Linked DNA regions of Macaca mulatta: region 2 is linked to region 1. Evidence: chromatin contacts called from public Hi-C data. All regions are on one chromosome and are shown on one strand. Each heading gives the region's core, a stretch centred on a gene start, on an enhancer-like site or on the middle of the called end of the contact. The rest is flanking DNA. Distances are from core to core; before and after follow the strand shown.

Region 1 (5,533 bases), core at 1,603-4,102:
CCCACCATCCACTTATTAAAAGAAGAAGGATAACTGCCGGAACAAGCAAACTGGGAAGCCCTTTCTGAAGGAAGGGATTTGAATTTTACTTTCATGCCTGCACAAAAGCATTGAACATACTCACTGACACTAAATCATACTGGCCTCACCTAGTTTTTCCCTCTAAGTCATTTAAATCCCAGCATTAAGTGCAAGTCAAAATGAGCCTTCTAAAATAAGCTTTCGTTATTGTTGACAACTCCTGAGCATTTTTTTCTCAAATCTTTATTTCCTTAAAGGAGGGCTTTCAAGATATAACTGCAATGTTGTATGACTAATTTTTTAAAAACCAAAATGCCAAAGCTTATGTAAATGAGTAAGAACTGTTCTTCAAAATAGTTACCTTGGAAGGCTACAATTGACTTATTCCAGCAATGCTGTGGTTATGCAAAACCTTTCTGGAACTTCTCTTTCAGAGGTGTTTCCTCAATGGGTTTATAGGCCTCAGAAGTAAAGCAGTCTCCTTGCTTTCAAGTCCCACCTTATTTTGACGCCAACAGTATTACCCATTTTGACCTCCCACTTTGTTCACCATATTTGATTCTGAATAGTCTTTGTTCCTGCAAAATCAATTCCATCTTATCACAGGGCAAAGATTTGCCTTCCTTAAGGACATGCACCCAAATATTCTAGAAGCATTTTTAACAGGGATTTATAAAATGTTTATAGCAACAATAGCACGATGTAAATATATGGAGTAAGGAGATAACCTCCCATTATGTTATAATGGAACAGTGGTTAAATTGGTAAGTTACAGTAATATATCTAAGATAAATTATTACACTGTATTTTTCAAGCCATTAAATAATTTTCACTGTTTTCTTTGATCTGTTTTCCATTCAATACTCATCCAGAAAAACAGCATCCTAAACCCTGCACTCCACTCATACTGCACTCACTCCCTAATCTAAGTCTAGGGAGCTAGATTATATTAACTTTTGGATATACGGCATTATTAACTCACAAGTCATTCAACCTAGAGTCTATACATATAATGTATGCATCTTTTTTATTTGTACTTACTCGTTTTACATTTCAATGTTGTTACTTCTCATGGATTTTACTGTTTATTTCTATTTCTCCCAATTGACAAGGGCATTTAACATTCTAATGTCCATTTTAGTCAAGTACATTTACCCCATTTTCAATAGATATGGCCCTTGTTAGGAGTTACCTTGTGCTAAAATACTCCTGCCAGTTTACTGTCATTCACAAAGCTTAATGAGCACTCCCCCCATTTCCTTATCCACATTACTAAGGAAAACATGAAACAGTACTGGAATCAGAGGGAGGTAAAAGGGATCTACTTTGCATTTCCCAAGTTGATTCTCTCCTCCTTTTGAATACATAACACTTTCCTGATTTGACGAGGAAATATAAATCAAAAAGCTGCCAGGTTACTGTTTGACTATTACCCTTAACATGTAAAGGAGGTATCGGTCTTTGTCATATCAACAGTCCCCTCTAGTTTACCTCTCCCTCAATTCAGTCCTCACCTTTAGTGGCTGCTACCTTTACTAATGCAAGAATAAGAACTGTAAAGAACAATAATCTGTTTCTTTCTTCACCCAGCTTTCTTCAGAAGGACCTGACTTCTGTACACATTAATCATCCTGCTTGGTTGTGAATGCAATTATACTTTCACAAGATTCGTGTCCTCTTGTTGATCTCATTCCATTGTCTTCATACTTACATCTACTTTCTAATACCGTCACACTTCCTTTCTAGGCAACTTCTCCCTTTTTGTCAACTTCAGGTGGCCAAAGAAATTGCTATCAGTTTCATCTCTCTTGTTTGGAGGCTGATGTGCTCCCTGCACATACAGTCCTAATCCCAGCTCAATTTTCATGTTCAGGAAATAGGTGGGGTATCATGCTTGCTTCACAGAGAAACTGAAACCTTTTCCTGAATACGATCTTTCCCATATTACTTCCAGTCTGGAACTCTGCATTCTCACTGCACAATGATTTCCAATCACTCATGTGTTTAAGATTTAACGTGTTAAGTCCTTTATCTAGCTGAAAGATTCCAGATTCGGGTTCCTGCCCCGTCAGTAAAGGAAGATACAGTAAGGAGTTTGTAAAAGCACTAGCCCAGAAAACATCTCAAGCCGTTAGATCCATTTCAGGGTCTGGGTCACGCCAGCTGGCTTCACCTTAATCGAGTTAGTAGCACTTACCTGAGCTTCGGGATACCCCATCCCACCCTATTCCTGTTTAGTCCCAGGTGGGGTCCAGGGCTTTGGCTGACAGATTTTCGATCCTGAGTCCCGATTCAGATTTCACTGACGGTTAGAAATAGGTCCTGGTTCCTGACTGGGATCAACTCCCAGCTGGGACCTTGCTTGAATGGAGTGTCGGTTCGAATCATGTGGTAGTGGCAGGAGCCAGGAAGGAACCCATGTCGGCTCCGGCTCTCAGCCGGGATCCTGGCTCCGGACAAGACCCAGGGGTCGGGTCAGCCCCAGGTCTGGTTCGAAGCCCAGTGCAGGTCTCACCTTGACGCAGTCGATGGGGTACATCACGCAGTGCTCCAGGATCCCTGCCACGGCGCCTGCCACCATGTGCGTGGTGACAGTGGCTCCAGCCGGCAGCGCCTCGTAGTCCGGGCCGGAGTCCGGATCTTGACGTACCGGCGGCCTGCAGGCCCCGGCCTCCCCGCCGCCGGCCCCCCGGCCCACGCCCCGCTGCAGCCACCCGTCCAGCAGCGCCGACTCCCCGGGGCTCCGCCCGGGCCCTGCCGCCGGCCCCCCCGCCACACCGCCAGCACCCCGCCCCTCCAACTCCATCCACCCGGGCCAGCTGCGGCGCCCACCCCCGCCGCCGCTGCCACCAGTCCCGCCGCCGCCCCCCGGCCCCGTAGTGTCCGCCTCAGGCGCGGCCCAGAGAGCCCGGGGCCTCCGGCTCCCGCTTGGCCCCGCGGACACGCCCCCCAACCAACCATTGGTGCAGACCCCGAGTTAGACCCACCCTTTTCCTGACGTGAGAAAAATCAGTCGGTAGTATTAGCGAAGTCGCCTGTCATTCCTCCGCCCTGAGGCGTTGCTAGCGCCTAAATCCCACCCTTTCCCCTTTGATCTTGGAAGCTTCTTGTTTATTGGTCACTGATTGGCCGACATGTGCGATCAACCCGCCTCTGACTTTTTAGAAGGGCGGGAGAAACTTAAGGCTGAACTTTGATAGGCTCAACCACTCTTGATACTTTGACCGCGGCCATTGGCCCGCACCACGTCGGTCCCCGATTGGCTATAGAAAGAGCGAAGCGCCCAGGGAGTCTAGGGGCCGACTTCGGGCCCCTTGCTGGCGCCTGCAGAGCTGCGGTCCCCGTGCGCGGGATCGCGTCGGGGGCGGGGCGGTGACAGGCCTTCAACGTCAAACTGCTGACGGGCACCGTTACGACCAGCGCTCGAGTGCGCTCCTCAAATTCTGAGACGCGTGGCTGGAGAGCGGGCGGCCCTGGCCCCGGAGAGCCGTGTTCCCGCGGGATCTCGTCGCGGGCATGAGGCGGAGCCGGCCTGGACCGGTCATCCTCTGGCTGGCGCGACCAGCAGCCTGTCCGGGAAGCCGTTGCGACATGCGGGCCGGGAACCGCCTCACAGCCAGGGGGGGACCGCGGCGGCCCGCTAGACTCTTGTCGGGTCTGGAGTGGGCCCTGGGGCCGGACCCAGTGCTCCTCAGGCCCCAGCGCCCGGCACTGAGCCTCGCATCCACCTTCGCACAGTAAACCCAGCAAGTGTTGAATGAATGAGGTCCTCCGGGCCCCGGCTGTCACTGGGCTCTGCGCCAGGCCGAGAGCCGAAGGCGGGGAAGGAAGATGTCGAAATGGGCGGGATGATTCAGAGATGACGGCCGGTGGCGAGGCGGGGCTGGAGGCCGCATCCCAAAGGCAGCAGGAAAGTGCGGCGGCTGTGGGGAAGCTCGGACGCACTGCCCGGCCCAGTCTGAAGCGTCAGCATCTTGTTCCTGAGCCGGCGCGCTGATGGGCCCCCCGCCTGGTGATGAGGGCCTCTGCCTGCCTCGGGTCAGCCCGGGTCCTGAGAGGCAAGGCCAGCGATTCCCGGCCTTAGGACCTCCTGCGCTAGGGAGCACGGGCGCCTTCCGTTTGCCTTCCCTGAGCGTGTTGGCACAAGCCGCCCGCGGTTTCCAGCTCTGTCTTCTCTGTTTTACCCAGATGATGCAACTGTGGACTTTTTCATCTGTTTATAGCCTTTCCTTGGATAGGAAGGATGTTTTCCTTTTTTTCTTTCTAAAGTTTAGCCCTTCTCTGGGCTTCCTTTTTAAAAACTTTTTGTACTCTTAAGCGGTCGTTGTTAACCGTTGGGTCGCGACCGTTTGGAAAATAATAAACCTACGAATTCTCTTCTCCTACTTCTACCTCCCATCCCCTCTGTGCACCCAAAATTTTGCATATAATTTCTGCATTTCAGAGTCCCTGAAGGTGCCATGTGGACACCCTGTGGGGTCCATTAACCTAGTTAACCTCTCCCTGGCCGGCGCAGTGGCTCACACCTGTAACCCCAACACTTTGAGAGGCCGAGGTGCGACGATTGCTTGAGCTCAGGAGTTTGAGACCAGCCTGGACAACATGGCAAAACCCCGTCTCTACAAAATAATAATAAATACAAAAAAGTACAAAAATTCAAAAATTAGGTGGGTATGGTGGCATGCACCTGTAGTCTCAGCTACTGGGGGGAGGATTGCTTGCACCAGGGAGGCCGAGGCTGCAGTGAGCTGTGTTGACGCCACTACACTCCAGCCTGGGTGACAAAGCAGAACTTTGTCTCAAAAAATTTTTTTAAAAAGGAAATCCCCCACAGCATGTTCAGTCTCTCCATTTCTCTAGCATATTTAGCTTGAGAAATGAATAGGTCTACCAAAAACCCATTCAATCCTGCTAGAGTACTAATTCCATTTACTGCCAGATTACTCAAGTGATGACCTATCCACCTCTATGTCCTTTCTCTCCTTAAGCTCTTTTCATTTTTCACTCTCTTATTCATTGGTCATAAATGACCTTTCCAAATCCAATGGTCTTTTTCTATTCCGGTTTTTCTTAACAGAGATAACACTTGCCCCCACCCCTCACTGGCACTTTTTCCTAGCTTCAGAAACCGCTCTACCTTTTAGACTTCTCAGTCACTTACACTTCTCTAGCCATTAAAGTGGAACATCCCTAAAAGTTTAATGCTTCATGGTCATCTTTAATACCTTAGAGAACTTTGCCATTCCAAACCAGTTGTCCTCATTGGAACCTATCTTTATTTCCCTTATTGCATACTTTTAACTGAAAATTCCATGGGAACATTCAGTAATGTTTATTGAGTACCAACTGTGTACTTGAAGCTGGGGATACAGGACAGACAGAGTCCATGTTCTCATGGAGCTTTTTAATGATGGGGGTGGGGAGGTGGGACAGAAAAACACACACAAAATATCAGCTCTGGATGCCATGCTGATCTTTGAAATAGGGTGGTATGATATAGTGTGACTGGGTG
Region 2 (5,533 bases), core at 2,013-4,512, 47 kb after region 1:
TAAGGCAAGCCTTTAAAGAGCAGTTAAAAACCTGTTTTGAAACATAGGTTTCTACAATTTGTTGCAACACGTTGAGTTACAGCAAATGAAATAGAGAAATAGTCTCAGTGCTTTTTAATTTGCCCTGCTGACTGGAAACCTCAGAACTTAGCCCTGTGAGCTGTTAACCAGATAAGCATTGCTGGTTTTTGTAAGGAATTATGCTTGACAAATGCTTGAGGGCATATGGATTTATTGAAGGAAGTATTGTCCAAACCAGACTGACAAAATTTTACAAAGAAAATATAATGAAAAGATGTTGGGATTAAAATGTAGGTCTTTTCTGTTTTATGATGTAGTTATGAAATGTAAATTAGAGGATGTTTCAATGAACTTTTGAATTATAAGTTAATATAGTTCATAAACCATAGGAATTAAGTACTATTTTAAAAATAGGAATTATACTTCCACTCAAAAACACCTATTTTGTGGAACACTAAAGTTTGAAATATATATATAGATAGATAGATAGATAGATAGATAGATAGATAGATTAGACTTAGAACTCACAGAAGGCAAATTCAAGAAATTTTAAAAAATTACTCAAAAATATTATTTTAGTTCTTTCCATATCTATTTTGTTCTAGGAACTGAACTGGGTTCTGAAATAATAAAAATAACTAGTATCTGTAATAAATAAAAATATCTGTATAATGTGGTTAATCCCAACTTTATGCAACTATTCTATTCAATGTGGTTTCTAGGGGTCCAGATAAAATATAACACTTGAGGCAGAGTGGGGATTGAGGGACAGAGAGAAAAAAACTGAGAACTGAGAATTGAAGAAGAAAGGCAAATTAGGAAGTTCAATCAGGTTAGGAGTGTAGTGGAGCAAAAAAAATTAGAGTCATAAGAACTGAATATAGAAACTGGACAATGGCTAGATCTTATACGATAATTAGAACTCTGACCCACAACCTCTACAGCAACCAGCCCAGAATAATCAGGACTTGGTCAATGACTCAGTTTCCCTGTTTTTTGCCTCCTCCTTTCTTCAACTCAGGATCCACTAAAGACAGCCAAATATGCCACCTACCCCAAACCAATCACATAAGATACACTGCTTTTGTTAGCCCACCTCCAGCTTTCCCATGCTAATACCCTCAAGTCAGAGCATACATGAAACCTTCCCTTTTTGTTCACTACTAATCTTTCCCGGCCAGGTGCAGCTGCTCATCCCTGTAATTCCAGCACTCTGGGAGGCTGAGACAGGAGGATTGCTTGAGCCCAGAGTTCAAGACCAGCCTGGACAACACAGTGAGACTCCATCTCTACAAAGAATTAAAAAACAAAAGCCAGGCACGGTGGCACATGCCTGTAGAGCCAGCTACTCAGGAGGTTGAGGTAGGAGGATCACTTGCTCAGGAGGTCGAGGCTGCAGTGAACTATGACCACGCCACTGCACTCCAGCCTGGATGACAACGGAGTGAGACCCTGTAGGTAAGTAAGTAAGTAAGTAGTTTTCCTAATGTCCTGACAGGCTTTGAGTCTGCCAAATGCAAGTGATGGTGACTGACTCCCTTGTCATAGCAAGCTTTGAATAAATAAAGCATTTGGGTGGTCTTCCCCGACCCCCCCACATTCATTTATTTGCTTATTAATTATACATTAGTTGTGTTTTATCTGCCAGACAGTGGCCAGTACTGGGAATATGTGGAAGCAGATAGTTCTTGCCTTCAAGGATATTCTGTCTAGTGGGACAGACAGACACATACATATAATTGTAATTCAATGTGCTAAGTGAAACAATAGGCATGTATAAAGAAGGTATAGTAGGTCAAGCAGGACTTTTAGGGGAAGGTGACCCTTAAGATGGGTGGTAAGGAATGAAGAGGAGGTGATTTGGCTAAGGGCCGGGACGGTTATTCAAAGCAGGTGGAGGGGCAGAATGAGCAAAACAGGGCGGGTTGCTGGAGCGTGGTAAGGAAGGCAAGTAGCCGCAGAGGACGCGGTAGGGCGGATTGTGGGGCGCAATGGAAGTGCCACGTTGGAAAGAGCTTGGACTTTATGCCGTCCTCCTGGAAATGAGATAACGGCTGGTGTAAGCAAGAAAGAAACACACACACACACTCACGCTCGCGCGCGTCGTTTCCTTTGTGTTACTGTAAGGTCAAGGAGGGCGACGACACAGAAACTCATGATGATTGGCATTAGTAGACATTCAGTGAATTAATGAATAGACACAAGGTTTTGGTGTAAACAAATGAATGGACATAAGTACTTTGGTGTAAACGTCATTGTCTTCAATTTATGTTTTTCTCACGGGGCATCAGTTTGGGAGGTGATAGGGAAGGTTTAAGGTGGGAGAACTGCCATCCTGGTAGGGAGGGTTAGTGGGCACAAAACCAACAATAGGTTATGGGCAAGGGATACGCTTCCGTCGCGAACACCCCGAAACCCACCCACCGGAGGTACTCTGTCCCGGCAGCGGCCGTGGAGAAAGCAACCGGCCGAAAGTTCGCGGCCCTGGGAGGGCAGCGAGTGCAGGGCCGCCCAGCGCCACTCACCTGTGAGCTCACCGCGGGCCCTGCAGGCGGAGCCTCGGTACGACGCCTTTCCGATTGGGCGCGGCTCAAAGTCCCGGGGCGGGCATTAGAGGCCAACCGGTCTAGGGGATTGGCCACCCTGGCGGACGGACGTGCTGCTGACGGAGCTGGTTCGCCCCCGGTTCGGCTCCTGAAGAGCCGGCCCCTCTCTGTGGGTCTTCTGTCAGTCATTGGCTCCCTGCGGTTTCCTTGGGGACGTGGCGCCGCCGCCGGCCCGGGCCCTCCTTCCGGCTGGGCAAGGGGCCGCGGGGATCCGCTCGGGACTGAACCGAGCGGTGCCGAAGGAACCGGCGGGCCGCTTGATCCCGTGAGTGTGGGCGCGAGAGGGCTGTGGGACCCGGAGGGACGGGGAGAGGAAGCGGGACTCACACCCCGCCACCTGGGGACGACCGGTTCCTAGAGGACAGAGCTGGCCCACGAGAACGCCCCGCTCCCAGGATGCCTGGGTGGGGTCCCCTGGGCCTGAGGAACCAGAGCAGACGGAGTGGGAGCCTGGGGAGGAGGTGGGAGCCGTGGAATTCCCGTGGAGGTCTTGTCTCGTGGGCTCAGTCGGACAGAAGCCTGAAATCAAATCTTTCTAGGCTGCAGACGTAGGACATGCCTGGGACAAGGAGGCCACCTTCTCAGGGCAAAAGAAAAAGAAGGTGACAGGCGTTGAGACCACCGAAAGGAACCCATGGCTAGGTAAGGCTGTACACTTTCTCTCCGGCTGGGAGCACGGCAGAGGATGGCAGGCAGGTTGGGGGGCCCTGGGAGGCTGTCCCAAGTGAGGTTTGCCCTGGAGCTGCACTTGGACTTTGTATCCTGGTCAGTTGGATGCAGAGATGATCAAAGTTGTATTATTGCGAGGGCTGATAAATAATAGTTTCTAGCCCGTAGCCCGGGGTGGTGGAGTGAGTCGGCTTGCTCAGCTCTGTAAAGTACAAGGTTGTAACATTGGTTCAGATTTGCATCTGAGCAAGGCTAGGTGCTACTTGAGGAGGTTAAACAAAGAAGTTTTTTGTTTTTTGTTTGCAATGAACTTTAAAAGCAGACAGACCGAGGTCCTTTTGAGTCAATGTAGAAAGTGAACTTCACAGATGAATACACTTATCCATACATTATAATACCCTGAAGCTTTTAAAAAATATTAATGTGGATCTACATGCACCAATAAGGGACAGTTATCAAATAAAGTGGGGGAAAGATGTAGAACAGCAGGTATGGTGGACTACCATTTGTGTAAAACCGAGGGAATGGATATACACACACACATACACACACAGATATATTACTGTAAATATATTGGTGTATATTTATGCTTGTGTATCCGTAGAATATCCCTGGAAAAATACACAGCAACGGCAGGGTGCGGTAGCTCACGCCTGCAATCCCAGCACTTTGGGAGGCCGAGGCAGGCGGATCACCTGAGGTCAGGAGTTTGGGACCAGCCTGGCCAAGTAGAAACCCCTCCTCTACTAAAAATAACTAAAAATACGAAAATTAGCCGGGTGTGGTGGTGGGCACCTGTAATCCCAGCTACTGGGGAGGCTGAGGGAGGAGAATTGCTTAAACCCAGGAGGTGGAGGTTGCAGTGAGCCGAGATTGCACCACTACACTCCAGCCTGGGCAACAGTGCAAGACTCCATCTCAAAAAAAAAAAAAAAATTACACAGCAACCGGGTAGCAATGGTTGCCTCTGAGAGAGAGATTATGGGGTCAGGGCAAGAATCACTTTTCACTATACAATATATCCTTTTAAACTGTTTGATTTGTCTTTTGCTATGTGCATATATAATCTGATAAAACATTTTAAAAATCAGTTAAATAAATTTTCTGACCATCCTGTTTCTTGACAGCATTCTTGGTTGGGAATATTGTAGTTGCTGTGATTCTCCAATGTTATGAGGTTGCCCAGGAAGACTGGTGATCTTTTCACTAACATAAGATTAAGTCTTTGAATTGCACTCAAAAGTGCAGTTTGGAAAAAGGGCAGATAAGGCTTTTCTGATTTATATAGTAGAAGCACCATGAACTTCTAAAATTAGAGACGAAAAGAACATTTAGACTTCTGTTGGCATGGATTTTTGCCTTTATTAGGAGGGCTTTTATCCAATTTAAAAACGATTTTTAAGCACTCATTTGTAGAAATGTTTCAGACTTACTAATGTTTGTCTAATTTCAGGATCAGTTTTTCCTACCTCTGCCCAGCCTCCTGGTACTTCACTGTGCCCACAGTGAGTCCATTTCTCCGTCAGCGGGTAGCATTCCTGGGACTCTTCTTCATATCCTGTCTCCTTTTACTTATGTTAATCATAGACTTTCGACATTGGAGTGCTTCATTACCACGAGATAGGCAATATGAAAGGTGAGTCAGCTTTAGATTTTGGCACTGAAGTCATAAATATTTTCATGAGCCGTTTAACACATTACTAACTTTGACCCTTTTGGGTGATACTGTACTTTTATTAGTAAAATTGCATGCCATTTATTACATAAAGAATATCTTGAGCCCCATTTTGGCAATGTTCAGTTTGGTACAGGAATACTGATAGTGCATGAAAGGCATCTTTCTATTTTCTTGTTTTGGTGGGCTGAAACTTATTGTGTGTATAAATATTTAGGACTGTAATATACCTTTACGAATGGACCCCTTTATCATTATTAAATGATTCTCTTTATTCTTGATTATATACTTTGCTCTGAAATCTACTAGTCTGGTATTACTATAGCTACTCCAGCTTTCTTTTGATTAACATTAGCATGATAGATATTTCTTCTATAGTTTTAGTTTTAGCCTATTGGTATCTTTATATAAGTGGGCTTCTTGTAGTCGGTGTTTGGTTGAGTCTTGTTTCTTAATCCAATCTGACTATCTCTGCAGTTAATTGGGGTGTTCAGGCTATTTACATTTAATCTGATTATTTAGTATGTTTAGTTTTAATCTTGCTATTTGTTTTTCATTTGTC

Evidence for each region. Hi-C and Micro-C count contacts between places; a contact is called where the count stands out from the background.
Region 2: a Hi-C map of CD4 T cells shows a contact between it and region 1, with 2.7 times the contacts expected there. The contact joins the promoter of LOC144331448 here to the promoter of SLC25A28 in region 1. A contact is called at or near these places in 3 of 14 Hi-C or Micro-C datasets (CD4 T cells, blood and liver).

The regions. Positions count from the first base shown.
Region 1 is chr9:111,677,831-111,683,363 of T2T-MMU8v2.0, forward strand. SLC25A28 (solute carrier family 25 member 28) reads right to left here and starts at 2,853. Exons shown (of 4, transcript NM_001265757.1): 1 at 2,537-2,853. The coding sequence starts at 2,827.
Region 2 is chr9:111,724,148-111,729,680 of T2T-MMU8v2.0, forward strand. LOC144331448 reads right to left here and starts at 3,263. Exons shown (of 3, transcript XM_077947984.1): 1 at 3,250-3,263; 2 at 2,547-2,913. The coding sequence starts at 3,263. ENTPD7 (ectonucleoside triphosphate diphosphohydrolase 7) reads left to right here and starts at 2,578. Exons shown (of 13, transcript XR_013398256.1): 1 at 2,578-2,892; 2 at 3,167-3,269; 3 at 4,750-4,932.